Linked DNA regions of Mus musculus: region 1 is linked to region 2. The links are chromatin contacts, called in public HiChIP or PLAC-seq maps. All regions are on one chromosome and are shown on one strand. Each heading gives the region's core, a stretch centred on a gene start, on an enhancer-like site or on the middle of the called end of the contact. The rest is flanking DNA. Distances are from core to core; before and after follow the strand shown.

Evidence for each region. HiChIP or PLAC-seq counts read pairs in DNA pulled down with a chosen protein or histone mark.
Region 1: an H3K4me3 HiChIP or PLAC-seq map of craniofacial prominence shows a contact between it and region 2, with 4 times the contacts expected there. The contact joins two enhancer-like sites. A contact is called at or near these places in 1 of 15 datasets of contacts at CTCF or cohesin (the NIH/3T3 cell line), 4 of 484 Hi-C or Micro-C datasets (cortical neurons, myocytes, nephron progenitors and 1 more), 1 of 115 datasets of contacts at active chromatin or transcription factors (craniofacial prominence) and 2 of 9 other capture datasets (embryonic tail and embryonic trunk).

What each region holds. Positions count from the first base shown.
Region 1 is chr6:6,361,830-6,368,858 of GRCm38.p6, forward strand. All of the region lies in intron 3 of Gm20619 (predicted gene 20619), which reads left to right. Among named protein-coding and RNA genes, the nearest start is that of Gm52888, 25 kb to the right of the region's middle. Within about 2 kb of position 2,347, at least 8 of the 459 cell types and tissues checked have an H3K27ac peak or open chromatin away from gene starts, as enhancers often do. A contact at or near this core is called in craniofacial prominence, where this site is marked.
Region 2 is chr6:6,003,369-6,010,261 of GRCm38.p6, forward strand. It overlaps Dync1i1 (dynein cytoplasmic 1 intermediate chain 1), which reads left to right. Exons shown (of 17, transcript NM_010063.4): 15 at 2,902-3,042. Among named protein-coding and RNA genes, the nearest start is that of 1700019G24Rik, 29 kb to the left of the region's middle. Within about 2 kb of position 2,918, at least 95 of the 459 cell types and tissues checked have an H3K27ac peak or open chromatin away from gene starts, as enhancers often do. A contact at or near this core is called in craniofacial prominence, where this site is marked.

The DNA.
Region 1 (7,029 bases), core at 1,097-3,596, 360 kb after region 2:
TTTCTTAAAACATCAAGTGAAAATATTTATTTTAAAAGTTTTCATATGAGTATGTATTGTGTAAGCATCTGACAAGCACATTCCTGCCCATTTACTTTCTTTTTTTTGTCTCTCCCAACTCTACTAATCCAATCTGTTCCCTTAGGGACGTGTGTGTGTGTGTGTGTGTGTGTGTGTGTGATTTTATGTATCTATTAAAATCTAGGAACCACAAATGAAAGAAAACAAACGCCATTTTTCTTTCTTAGACATACTCTCTGGCTCTCTAGTTGTAGCTGCTCTGACTCTCTAGTTTTCCTGTGAACAACACATCTTCATTCTTTCTAAAGGCTGAAGATGTTCCACTGTAAAATAACAAATTTGTGAAGTAACTTTTTCCTCCATAGAATGCACAGTGTCTTCAGTTCAGGACTCTTTCCTACCTTCAGTAGCACAAAGCCTGCTGGGTCATACAGAGGCACCAGCATTTTATGTTTGCTTCTTGCATTTTTTTCTTCATTCCAGAGATCCCAACCTTTTCCAAGCAGATTTCTGCCATCTTCACTCAGGCACCTAATCCAAGCCGAACTGTTTTCCATCCCATCGCACAACAGTATACAGTCTTCATTGCTCTCTTACAGGAAGTGGTTTTGCTTCCTCCATCCACGTACACAGCTCTTGAGGACCGAGTCTCTGACCTGCGACTTGTAAAGATTCTGGGAAGTTTCTAGAGGGGCAATTCATGAAAGAAAGACTCAGTAACTTGAATCTGCAAATTTCAAAATGTGGAAAAAGAATTTTATCAGTACCATAGGATGAGACTGCTTTTACCTAAGAAGAAAGCTCTCATGGTATTTGTCAAATTCCAGAACAGCGAGGGCACAGCCATTTATAACAGTTCCTTATGAATCCTTTACATGGTAGTGTGCACACTTGGACCAGCAAATATTTAAGATGAAATGCTACCCAGGTGAGTCTGTTTCTCATCTTATGTAATTCTCAAAGTATGTGAAGCATTCTGAAAGTGTTCCTGCTCTTCTGAGGGCCCCATTGCTCTCGGTATTGGAAACCCGGTGCTCTGTGATGCAGGAAGGGCTCTTGGCTCTGCCTGAGTTTGGGAGCTATTTTCAGAGTAAGCTTTTAAGTCCTGTTAATACACAGAAAATATCCCCCTTGGGCAGAAGTTAAGAAGGACAGTTCCACACCTAATTTTAATAGTGTGAAACCTAGTTTTAATAATAAATGGATAACTTGACACTAAGTTGGGAATAGAAATCACTCTGCTGTAGGCAGATGTGACATTTGGAAAGTGAGCTCCAGGATTGGGCATGGCAACCAATTAGGTATGGGCTTAGAGGTGCAGTATTGATGGATACATGGTAAGGACATTCCCAGAAGGTCAGAGCAATGAAAGCTACAGGGTCTGAAACTGTAAGGAGGTGAAGAGGAGAGCAAAGAAGACAGGAGAATAAGAGAGGGGAAGAGAGGAGAGGGGAGGGGGGAGAAGAGAAGAGAGAGGGAGGAGAGAGGAGGAGCGGGAAGGGGAGGGGAGAGGAGAGGGAGGGAGGAAAGAGGAGGACATGGGAGGGGAGGGGAGGAGAGGGGAGTGGAGGGGAGAGAAGAGAGATTCTTTGAATAAATATTGCAATAATGTTAAAGGCCATAGGGATATTGTGAAATTTTATAGGTATGCATATTAATTATAGGCTGCTAAGGTTTTGAGTTATAAATAATAAATAACAAATGTATACAGCCAGATTCGCTCATTTCCACCTCCTATTCATAGACAAAAAATGAGCTTTTTAACAAGTGTATACCAAGTTTGAGATCAGTGAGACGAAGTGTGGCCTGTGTCTGGTTCTCTTCCCGTTTCCCGTCTTAGGGACTCCTGCGGGTCCTCGGGGGTCTTATTTAAATCTATATTCTCTCTTAATTCTCACTAGTGGATTACATCTGAGAAAGAAAGCAATGAGTACTTGAGGACTCCTGCTACTAGTGTGCCATGGACCCTCTATTGCAATGACAAAAGTGAAAACATAAAATGTCAACCTCTGGACCAATGTGTGGTTAGTGCCACCGCAGCACTGTTGCCCCAGGATGCCCTGAATAAACCATTGTTGTGGTTTCCCTGACAGACAGCTTGTCGGCAAATGATCAGTATTGGCCATGATTTCGGGCTAATTTCATGGATGTTTTCCAGTTTCCGTGATCTTCCGTTCCCGTTTTCCAAACAAAAGTGCTTCTGAAAATTTCTGTTTAACATCTTTCACTTTGAATAAAGAGAACAAGAAACATTCCCCTCGCAGCTGGTCTTGGTGAAATTACTTCTCTGGAGGGCCCAGCAGATGAGGGGTCTTGTTAGAGAGGCACCAGGCAGAAGGTCTAGTTCTGTATCAAAACCCATGCTGAGACCTGCAACCTGAGCTCTGCCACTCACCACCCTCTCCACCTACACACACACACACACACACACACAGTCTAAATGAACACAGATGGCTGGCACACAGACTAGGCATCGAGGAAAGCAGCCGCAGGCCTCTCTGGTTGCTGTCATTTCACGCCACAAACAGAGCAGCTTCAAGATGCTGGTGTTTCTGAATCTGAGATCAATCTGGAGTGGCCATTCAGCCACTTCCTGTTGAGACACGCAGAGAAATTGTCAGAAAGATACTCAGATCCTGATTCAACTAAAATCACACATTTCTTTAACTGACAAGTTTGCTGTTGTTTTTAGTGGAAACTATACTATGATACTATGATAGAATCCACATCAAGTTCTAATGGACAACTTGGTTTGTCTGTTTTTTGGTTTTTGTTTTTTTCCTGGAGAGTTGATCTGCATCAGCGCATCTATTTGCTTCTTTGTGTGAAATAGATTAACTTTTAAATGTAATGGAAAAGAGGATAAAAACAGATTTCACAAATGTTGAAAACCAACTAAAATCTTTAGACCCTCCTTCCAATCAAGCAAAATGTGCCTTGCCCTGTTTGTTTTAATATAAAATATGCAAACAATTACATAGATATGGAAGACATAATTATGAAGAGGTTGATATCTGAAAGGTTATTATTGATTTATGGACTTCTTTAGTTTAATAGAAGACAGATTTAGGAATAAGATATAATTCGGTTTCTGCAGGAACAATAAATGTCTCAGTGAGGAAATGTAAAATCTCATTGTATGCCTCAAAATGCAGCGATTAAATTTCAAAGGTAATTTTTGTTAAGTATGAATTCCTCAGTTTCCCTTTACGATTTCCAATTCTCTGTATGCAGAGTAAACATTGTATAAATATGTCTTCTTGTTCAAGCAAAAGGTTTAGTGTAACTCACACCATTCATGTGTGTGCGGTTTTTCTGTGTCTTTTACAGACACAGACCTTCTACAAGCTAACTGAGCTTTGAGTAATGTGATCATGCTTAATATAAGCGTGAAGAGGTATAAAAGTTTATCCCTTCCTTGCATCATCATCCCGTGCATTGGGCTTCATCTGTATATTAAACGGTTCTTGCAATGCCAGCATATAGGAGAACTTTACTTTCAACATTTAGGGATTGCATGGCATTAATAGCCAGAGTAAAATAACAACAACAACAAAATCAAATTTTCTTCTTTTAGGAAAACCTTAATTGACTAAGTCATTCACAAAAGACATAATTGTATCTTATCTAGGATTTAAAATTATATAAAAGCTTCAAAATTTGTGGCTTTTACACAAAATTGGCCCAGAGCCAAGAATCTAAAAGTGAAATGTTTTCAGAAGGGAGACACACACACAGACACACAGAAAAATACCCAGCAAACATAATGCATGCCTAGATTGAGGAATCTATTTAATAACACACACGAGCCTGCACATTCTTCCATATGTTGCATTTGTTATTTCTTTAAATTTATCTTTAGATGTGTAAAGTTTGCACCTAAAACTAGCTTTTGGAAATAATAGCTAAAGATTTCAACTTCTGGCGAGGATGGAGCCAGAAAGACTGGATTCAGTATTCCACCTTGAACATCTAGGTAACTGTCATTTCCTGCGAGAAGGCAAGCACAGGAAGTGAGTCCTATGATTATAGCAGCTTAATGACTGCAGTGTGTCAGGGATGAACGTCTAGAGGAGCAACCCAACGTTGTGGTCCAGCTGAGAGAGGCAGAACTGGCGTTCATGGAGGCCAAGACACTTAGAATTTGATAGACAGAGGTTTGGAAAGCAAGCATTACTGGCAGAGAGAGAGAGAGAGAGAGAGAGAGAGAGAGAGAGAGAGAGACAGAGAGAGAGACAGAGAGAGAGACAGAGAGAGAGACAGAAAGAGAGACAGAGAGACAGAGGCACACAGAGACACGCAGAGACACATAGAGACAGAGAGAGATAGAGAGATAGAGATACACAGAGAAACACACACACACACACACACACACACACACACACACGCGCGCGCGCGCGCGCGCACACACACAGAAACACTCAGAAAGAGAGAAAAAGCAGGAAGAGATGGGATATGAGAAAGAAAAAAGGGCAAAATCAGGAGAGAGAGAGTGATGTTTCTCATAAATAATAAATGTATTCTAAAGAAATATTTATCTCCTTTCCAATTATTTCTGTAACAAGTATATAAGCCGTTTCCAATATTTAAAGGGCATTATTATGAAGAAGTGATTACCTAGAAATTGTATGTTGGAGAGGTGTCCACAAGTTTCTGGCTGAGAACTGATTTGTACACACATGAGAGTAAAGATTGATGTGAGGGAAAGGACCACTGGAGAGAACTCGTGAAGCAAATGGGATGAAGCAGCTCGTTCATATTCCTACCAACCATGGTGGGAAGACAGCATCAGAGACATCAGACGAATCCTCAGCAAAGGTAGACTGAATTAGTTATAGTCCAAAGCTGTGGAGAGCCGTGAGCAATCGCCATTTCAAGATGGCGCTGGCTTCCACAGTGCCTAACTGGTAAACAAGCAATGTGCGCAGGTGCAGGAGTAAATTCGTGCCAAGTCACTGCCCATCCCGGGGTGTAATAGTGGGGTGATGGGTGAGCAGCTAATCAGGAGCTGACATGTCACACAGAGGGGTATTTAAACAGCTCCATTTTCAGGGTTCGGGGTCTTCCTGAGAAGTAAGCAATAAAGCTCTTCTGTAGAAGGACCTGGTTGTCCGAGTGTGTTTTGCTGGCGAAACATTACAAGGACACAAAGCCTCTCTGAATATACCCTAGCACTTTTGAAAAGCAAGCTTTGAGGTTTCTAAATTTATTCCAGGTAACCCAAATGTGTAGCAAATCAAAATCCAACATCAATTAAATGAAATGTACAACACAAAGCAGCTAATAACCAAGTTTATAATGTAAAAAAGCTGTCATTGGTATATTATTGTTTCTGTTGTTGTATACAAATATTTTGAGGTATGCATTTTATTTTACTCATAGTTTTGAAGCTGAATATCCATGAATAAGAAGCCATATTATCTTGGTTTCTGACTGAGACATAGGTTGCAGGATGGGCAGAGGTTCTCTCTCTCTCTCTCTGTCTCTCTCTCTGTCTCTCTCTCTCTTTGAACAGGGTTTTTCTTTGTAGCCTTGGCTGTACTGGAACTCATTTTGTAGATCAGGCTGGCTTCAAACTCATTTTGTAGATCTGCCTGCCTGTCTCTGCCTCCTAAGTGTTGGTTTTAAAGACATGAGCCACTACTGCCTAGCTGGGCAGAGGCATTTTTGGTTTTTTAAATTAGACCTAAGTGGGTCCTGCAAGAACTATATTACTTCATTCTGAGAGCAGCACTTCAAATATCTAAGACATCTTCCATTAGGCCCCACCTTGAAACTTCGAGCAATTGAACCTTTGGGGAATACTTCAAACTACATCTAAATCACAGCATCGGATATGCAAAAGCAGCAATAAAATATGATCAAGAGTTAGGAGCGTATCACCTGGTAGAAAGAATAGGAAACAGCAAAGATGACAGAATTAGTAAACAAAGACTATAGAAGACAACTACTATACGCTCCACAGGTTTAGAGATGGAGAGGAACTCATACGCACCGAGAGGAAAGAACAGTAAAGACTCCAAAGGAACTTTTCGAGACAAAAATGTACATCTGCAGCAAAGAATGATAGCTGAAGCTTACTGAGCATTTACAAGGCGCCAGATGCTGGACGCAGAGCTTCATACACAACCTCTCAATTAACCCCCATGGCTTTCCCGTAAAGGTGCCCTCACAGACAAAGAACCTTGGAGGAAGGAGGAATAATTGAACAAAGCAGAGCCAGAATTTGCAACCAAGTCATCTGCCTGCAAGGCTCATGTTTTTAAGTGGCATTCCACACTGCTTACATTTCTGTCTACAATAAAAATATAAGTCAGGCTAAAGAATGAGCCTCGTCCGAGGATGCTCACTGGGATTCTGAAAGGATCTCACAAAAACTGGCCATCTGTGCAAGTGCGCCCATGTGCATAGTGGATGCTCTAGATGGAGATGTGTTGACGATCAGAGAGGATTTTCCAAGATTTTTGTGAGGTCTGAGATGAGGAATGATTGAACTTATTTCTATCCTGCTGTTCTCTCAGAAAGCCATGATGGAGATGAATTGAAGGGAAGTTGTAACGTAATGGCGAAAAGAAACGATGCGAGATTGGTGTGCTCTTTTTTTCCTGCTGCTAAACTATTCTACAACTGCTACTTCAAGTGTGCAATAATACGAATGGCATTAATTGGGCAAAGTCACTGATTGCCATGTGTCATGCCCAGTGCTAGAACACACATATTAGCACACTTAATTCTTAAAATGACCCTTGGAGGTAGCTTTTACTCTCTGTAGAGTTGATCAGAGGAAGGCCATGCCTGAAGTTACATGGACGAAGGCTGTACAAAATACTCCTTACATGACTTTCTCTTGGTGAATGCATTTAATAATATTTTGTCTCCCATTGTAAGTTTTACATAGTTTGTTTCGATATTTTTCCAGTGTATGAATTTGAAAGGAAATTATTCAAATGTAACAGTCTTAGCTACAATTATACATAAAGAATAAAAGCACGTAGAATTTAAAAATGT
Region 2 (6,893 bases), core at 1,668-4,167:
TATCAAGGTTCTTTTGGAAAATGTTAATATTTCATGATATTAGTATTTACCATACATTTTTAAAAAACATTAAGCATTTGAGGAAGATCTTTAATAATGTGATACTTGGAGACAAAATAAAATAGAATGATAAAAATTGTGTATTGAACAAAGTGTAATTGTTACTCAAAATAGTACGGGTGTTCAAGTGACATTTGCCTGCACTGGTATTTTATGCCTCTATGGGACATGGCATCTATCGGTCTGTAGATAGAAGCCCAGAGCATACAGTAATGAGTTCTGTAAGTTTTCCAACCTATCAACTTATCAAGGTTAAACAGAGCCCTTGAAATGTAACACCTCTCCCTGTTCCCAAGCACACGCCTACTATGGACAAGTGTTGCTTTCAGGGTGACCTTTGTGATAGAAGGTTCAGCCTTGGGGGTGGGGAGGTGCTGATGAGGAGGTTTCAGAAAGACAAACGAGAAAGAGCATTTCTATCAATCTGGTGAAAAGGAAAAAAACTGAGAAGAAGAGCAGTTATTTCCAGATGTTTCAAAAGTGGTGTCTCCAGGATATAGTATAATTTTTACCGAATTTATCAGTAAAGAAAATTTCAAAGGGAAAAAAAGGAAGACTATCATAGAATGAGCAGGATAGTTTTTAAAGGGATTAGTATGTCTTGTGTTGACAGCTCCTTGGAGAAGGGTTGTTTGAAGCTGGATGGGGTTTTAATTGATCAAAACAATAATGGCATGTGTGTTGTGTGTTTGTTGTATGATTGCATGTGTGCCCATATCCTCAGCTCTGTGCGCTTAGATGAACTATTGACTGAGTGAGAAAGAATACAAAGAATCACCTCTTTAAATCACACGTCTTTAGCTGTTAATGACTAAAAGAAATATGTTGCATTCTCTATTAGTGGCCAGTTAGGTATAAAATCAAGAGTCTGTGGTGACATTCTTTTTTAAACAAAGAGTCAGATTGTAATATACACGATGGTCAGTGAGAAACACCAGCTATTTCGTACTTTCTTTTGGATAAATAAGGCAAAATGATACAATCATGCTATCAGGTAATAATTTGATACTTGGATTGTCTAAAAAAGTATGAATTATCTAATATAAACAATGAGAAGAAGGCATAAGCAGTAGCTGATAAACAAATAATTTTGGTTTCTAGTCATATGACAGAAATGAGATTTAAAACATGTTTATCTAGAAATTACAGAATAATAATATTACATCACTATAAAACAAATGTTTAGTTTGTTCCTTCTTGGTGTTTCAATGGTGGGTATTTTTTTCAAATTATATTTCCTCAGAAATACTTTTGAAGTTAAAAATATGACGCATCTATCTCTTTAAAAAACATCACACACAAACTCACACACACTCAAACACAAATACACACACACACACACACACTAGTTTATCTACAATCTGTGCTGCCCTAATCTATCTAAACTTTGTTTGCATCAAACCAGTTACTTTTACGCGTCAAGGAAATGCAAATAATGGAAGTTACAGTCACTCCCCTAACACGTCGGTGCATTCGGTTTCAGTTTAAGAACTGTGGGTTTGCACTGATTCTCGCCGCTCTAATCTCAGCCCATGTACTGTGGGCATCTCGCATTCACAAGCAGCACACATTGGCAGTTCTCGCTGATAACTTGGAGCGGATTCCCTACAGATGAGTTCTTTGAATATCCAAGGCAGAAAGGATTTGATTGTTACATTGTATGTTATCTTTTCTTGATCTTAAGGCCCTGGCCTGTGTAGACATTCCACAGAGCCTGAGAAGAGAGTGCAGACAGCTGACTGGAGGAAGAAGACAAAAATTCCCATTGTTTAGATTTCTGTCAGAGGATATAAGAATAGTTAATTTCTTTTATCTCTAGGGCTTTCATTATCATTTAAATTTCATTTTACATTAATTGATCAGGGATTAGTAAAGCCATTATGCAGAAATTAGAATAAGACAAGCCAGATGGAATGAATAATTCATAAAGTCCAATTACGTTTTATTTCTGGTGTACTTTCAAACTTGCCTCTGACTTCTGTGCTATTTTGATGTGACAATATTCGCTGGAAATCAAGTGTGCCATTTTAATTTATTATATCCCTCTGGAGTGGAGGCATTTGTATGCAGTGGAAAAATGCTCTGTGTTTCCCCTCAGAACATCAACTGTAGGGGTCTTGGAAATCCTTGGTGATTTAGAAAGGAAGTCATATTTTCTGTGTAAGTTCAGAGGTTCTAGAATGAGCCACATTGCTCCACTTGGTTCTGGCGAACTAACCCCATACAGGGAGGCTAAGGTCTTGAGTGGAGAGATTTCCACTTTTCTGTAAGAGCGCAAACCCGCATTTAAAGGTATTTGTCTCCTTCCCTCGCCGCACAAAAAGAGTTAAAATATGAATTTGGCCTGCAGTTGGACTGGAAGAAGCCATCGTTGCTGCAGCGACAAGGGAGGTCCACGAGGTGGCAGACGTTGCCTTCGGTGCAGAGCCAGGGTCGCCAGGGACCGCCCGGGCTTCGGAGCATGCCAGCAGGTCCAAGCCCCTCAGCCCACTGCTGGGTTCAGGCTCCCGCGACCTGCATGCACAGCTTGGCCTGGCAAGAATTCCGAGCTAATGGCAGTCGCGTCCACCTGTCTGGAATGTCGCTTACAACTGTGTCTGAAACCGCCTCGCTCCGCGGGTCCCGGCCCCGGCCCATTCAAAGTACACCCCACCCCCGGGGATTTATTTATGCCACTGGACAGTTGTAGTCACATTAAAGCTCCGGTTCACCTTCTCGAGGACTTTCATCTCGGGAAGTTTTATGACACTTGGTGAATGTGCAAAGTTTTTAATTAGGCTCTCTAGACAGCCCGAGGCGGCGGCAGCGCCACTAAGTCTTCACGGTCTCTCTGCTTTACAGCACAACAAGCCGCTCTACTCCTTTGAAGACAATGCAGACTATGTGTACGATGTCATGTGGTCCCCCGTGCATCCCGCGCTCTTTGCCTGCGTGGACGGGATGGGGCGCTTGGACCTCTGGAACCTCAACAGTGACACCGAGGTGAGCGACAGGCGCCCGGGCCCAGGGATGGGAAAGGGGGACCCGGGTCACTCTGCAGTCTGGTCCTTCGTGGGGGGGGGGGGAGCCTTTTGTGGACAGACCCTACAATTGCCTCTGGGTACAGTCCATTGCCCCCACTCTCAACCCCCAATTCTTGACTTCCCAGAAGGGAACCAACAGATGCATTGGCCAAAACTCCATGTCACTTCATCCCTAAACTGTACCAGATCTTAGACAGTTAACGACTCTGCCCCACACACATCTTTTCCCCCAACAGCACAAAGTGTGTTCACACTTTTCCCTAAGGGGAAGGACACATCGTGTTGAAATAACTTTATTGGCAGAGACTTGGAAAAGTAAGCTTTTGTGGGTGCTGTTTTTAGACTGGATTATTGAAATGAGGTTACTCTGTCAACGCTGGCTATTTGTACAATTTCTGTTTCGACTCCATTGAAGATGGTTCTCTACACTGCTTTCTGTTTAGTTCTACCATCCATTTGATTTATTGCTATGGAAATATTCCTTGTCTACAATATTGAACTCAAAGGCCATAGTGTCTAAGTTTATACATGTATGCAAAACTCAATTCGTCTTTAAAATGGGATTTTAACGTGTCACATTTAAAGTCATTCACAAGATAAAATAGGCATCTATTTAAAAAAAAAACAGTTGATAACAAAATGAATATTTTTGAGGATGTCATCTGCTTTGTTCCTCTTCTTTCAATCCCTCAAAAGTATCGAGGGCCTAACTCAGGGCCTTGGGAATGATGTTGTTGCCAGGGACCGTGTTACATGACTATTTTATGTCCTAAAATGGCCTCTGCATCATTTCTTGGTTTTTGGTTCCGGTACAAATACCCAGGTAAAGATTCCATGGGACAAGGTATATATATATGTCAAGTAAAGCAGGCCTTTTGAAGTTCTTGGCGCAGGAAGCCATTCAGCCTTTGTAATTAAGGATCCTAAGGCTGGAGGACATGAAGGAGAAGCACAGAAGGCTAGGACTTTTTGTGGGAGGGGACAGGGGAATTTCCTTTGGGTGGTGTTGTGTCTGGGTACCTATAAGTGCACAGTTACCTGTGACTATCACCAGACAAATGTGTTTCTATCGCGGCCATTTTTCCTTTTACCTCCAAGAACTATGGGAAAAGAAAGTTACGTAATGAACTATGTTTGAAAATGATCAGAAGGCACGAGTGAGATGCCCATCACTGAGATGTTTATAGCATCACTGCATTTAAGAGTAAGATGCTATTACCTTACCTTGTAATGCTTTCCCAAAGTCTTTCATCACTGTTGATTAAAATCATATTGCTTCTATTTGCTAGAAGAAACTCACTCAAAGCAAATTAAAAAAAAAAAAAACAAAAACAAAAACCTCTTTCCAGATTGACTCGGGAGTGTGCTATATCAGAAAGCAGGCCTGGCTGGGATGCTTCCATGACACCCGGCTCCAAAGTGTACAAAGGGATGTAGTGGCCCACAACCTACTTAATAACTTCCACCTCTCGATCTCTCTCCTCTCTCCATAAAAGGAAAGCTATATCTTGACACTGGCTTTTCTTTCTATAGGTATCAAAGAGAGAAACTCAGGGAAGTTTTGTGCTTAACATTTAAAAACTCATGGTTGGTCATACATACAGTTGAGTCCAGGACCTCACAGTTACAAACTTTTTTTTTTTTAGATTTAAGTGAGATTAGGAAATAGATTTTTAAAAGACAGAGAGAGCCTATATTCCCCATCTGCTTTGTTGTTCTTGAAATTATTGTAGTTTTAAACCAAATTGTCACCTCCACCCCCACCCCTCGGCGAAAATGGCTATTTACCCTTGATGCAAGCGACTCTTACTGCTTAGTAATTTATGCTATATACATCTTGTATTTGCAATTAAAATGACTGTGCCATAAAAACATGAGAATACTTATGAAATCAAAGTTGGAAGTAAGGCACATGCAAAGAGCGTGCAGATTATTTTAATACAGATTTCCGCATTTGAGCTTCAAATGCCACAAATTATTACAGATATATTTTCCTTCATGTACTCATTAATTTTTAGCATATAAAATATGATAGCATGTTTTATATTTTGTATAATAGCTATGAAAAGAAAGCATTTTGGATAATCTTTCAAAACTCACTTCAGTTACATTATTTACATTTCAAGTAAACTAATTTTTTTAGAAGCACGTTAGACATTGTTTTAACTACATGAGAAGGTCAGGGTTTTTTAAATTAATTTTTTAGCTGTGTTCCTATGAAGATTAAACATTTTACTCAGCTTTTAGATTATTCAAGGTTAAATTCTATGTGATGCTTTTAAGTCAGTGTTAAAAACGAACTTTGAAGGGTCTACAGCTGAATCATGACTTGGTTTTCAGGCCAGCCCAGCGATAATAAAGTGTATTGACAGAATTATAGTCTATCTAAATTCACATTGTTTTTATTCTTTGCAAGGTTTGGTTAAAAATTCAGACTCCAGCTTGCACAGCAGGGACCTTGATTGTAGAAATTGGGTTTTGTTTTTTTTTTTTTTTTTAAATGAGCTGGGGATTTTCATTTTACATTTTTGTTCACAATTGACATGCAATGATTTAAGCAGGTGAAAAGAATTTTTTATTGATTTCAAGATGAAGTTTAAACGTAGATTCTTACATATGATGGAGTTTTTATTGCTGTTTTAAAGATAGGAATTGGCTCAATAGTTTCCCATAAACAGATGGTTTCGACCCTGTGACTAGCTGAATGCTGGGGTGCTATGTGGCAGAGCACACCGTGTTTCCATGTTGGCGAGATTCGCTTACTGAGCACAGGTCTCACAGAGGGGCAGAAGATGCTCGCAGTGGCCATCTTCCATCTTTCTTTCCATTTTCCTTTCACATGTACCATCTTCTCTTTTAAAGGTGTGCTGTCATTTCTGAATCAACACCCTCATAGAAGGCTCAGGAGTTCTAAACAATTATAAACTTCCAACCTTGAAGACAAGAGTACACACACTGACAGAAGACAGATCGAGACACTCAAAATCCTCCCTCCACATACCACGGTTCTTGAGATAGACAGACAGATAAACAGATAGACAGACAGATAGACCGACTGCAAGTTCTATTTCAGCATTTCCCAGTTCACTGAAATAATGATTACTAGCCCAATTATCAATGGTTGTGGATTTCCAGTGTTTGTTAAAGGTGCCACACACATAGCCGCATTTTAACAGGATGTCTCTGTAAGGACAGTGACAACCTTGTAGACCATTCTCCATATCTTGGTGTTGCCACAGGGAGAAAGAAAGATAAAAGAATAAAAAGAGAGTTTATGATTGATTCTTCAAATTTTGTTTTTGTTTTTTTTTAACCTGTACACACATTTATTTTAAAATTTTATCTACATTGATGTTTTGTTTTCACATACATCTGTATGAAGGTGGAACTGTAACTATAGGCAGTTGTGTACTGCCGTGTGGGTGCTGGGACTTGAACCTGGTCCTTTGGAAGAGCAGTCAGTGCTTTTGACTGCTGAGCCATCTCTTTAGCCCCCTTAACTGTATACTTCTGTTCCTTGGATCACCCTCTTTCTGGTAAGGTAGATAATTCTCTAAGAATTAGCACATGTACGCTAGTATTGTTATGAAGACTCAAGTTGTTTGAGCAACTGACTGTTTTCCTACCCTACCATTGCCTTTTATAGATCCTCAATCTCTGTAAAACAGCAAGCATCTCCCTGTCCCCCGACATATCCCGCATGATCTGATGGTCAAACGTTGCATTTAGCTGGCATGCTTCTATGCTGGACATACACTTGACAAAATCCTGCTGCTGGCTGCCACGACGGTGGGAAAGTATATCCATTTT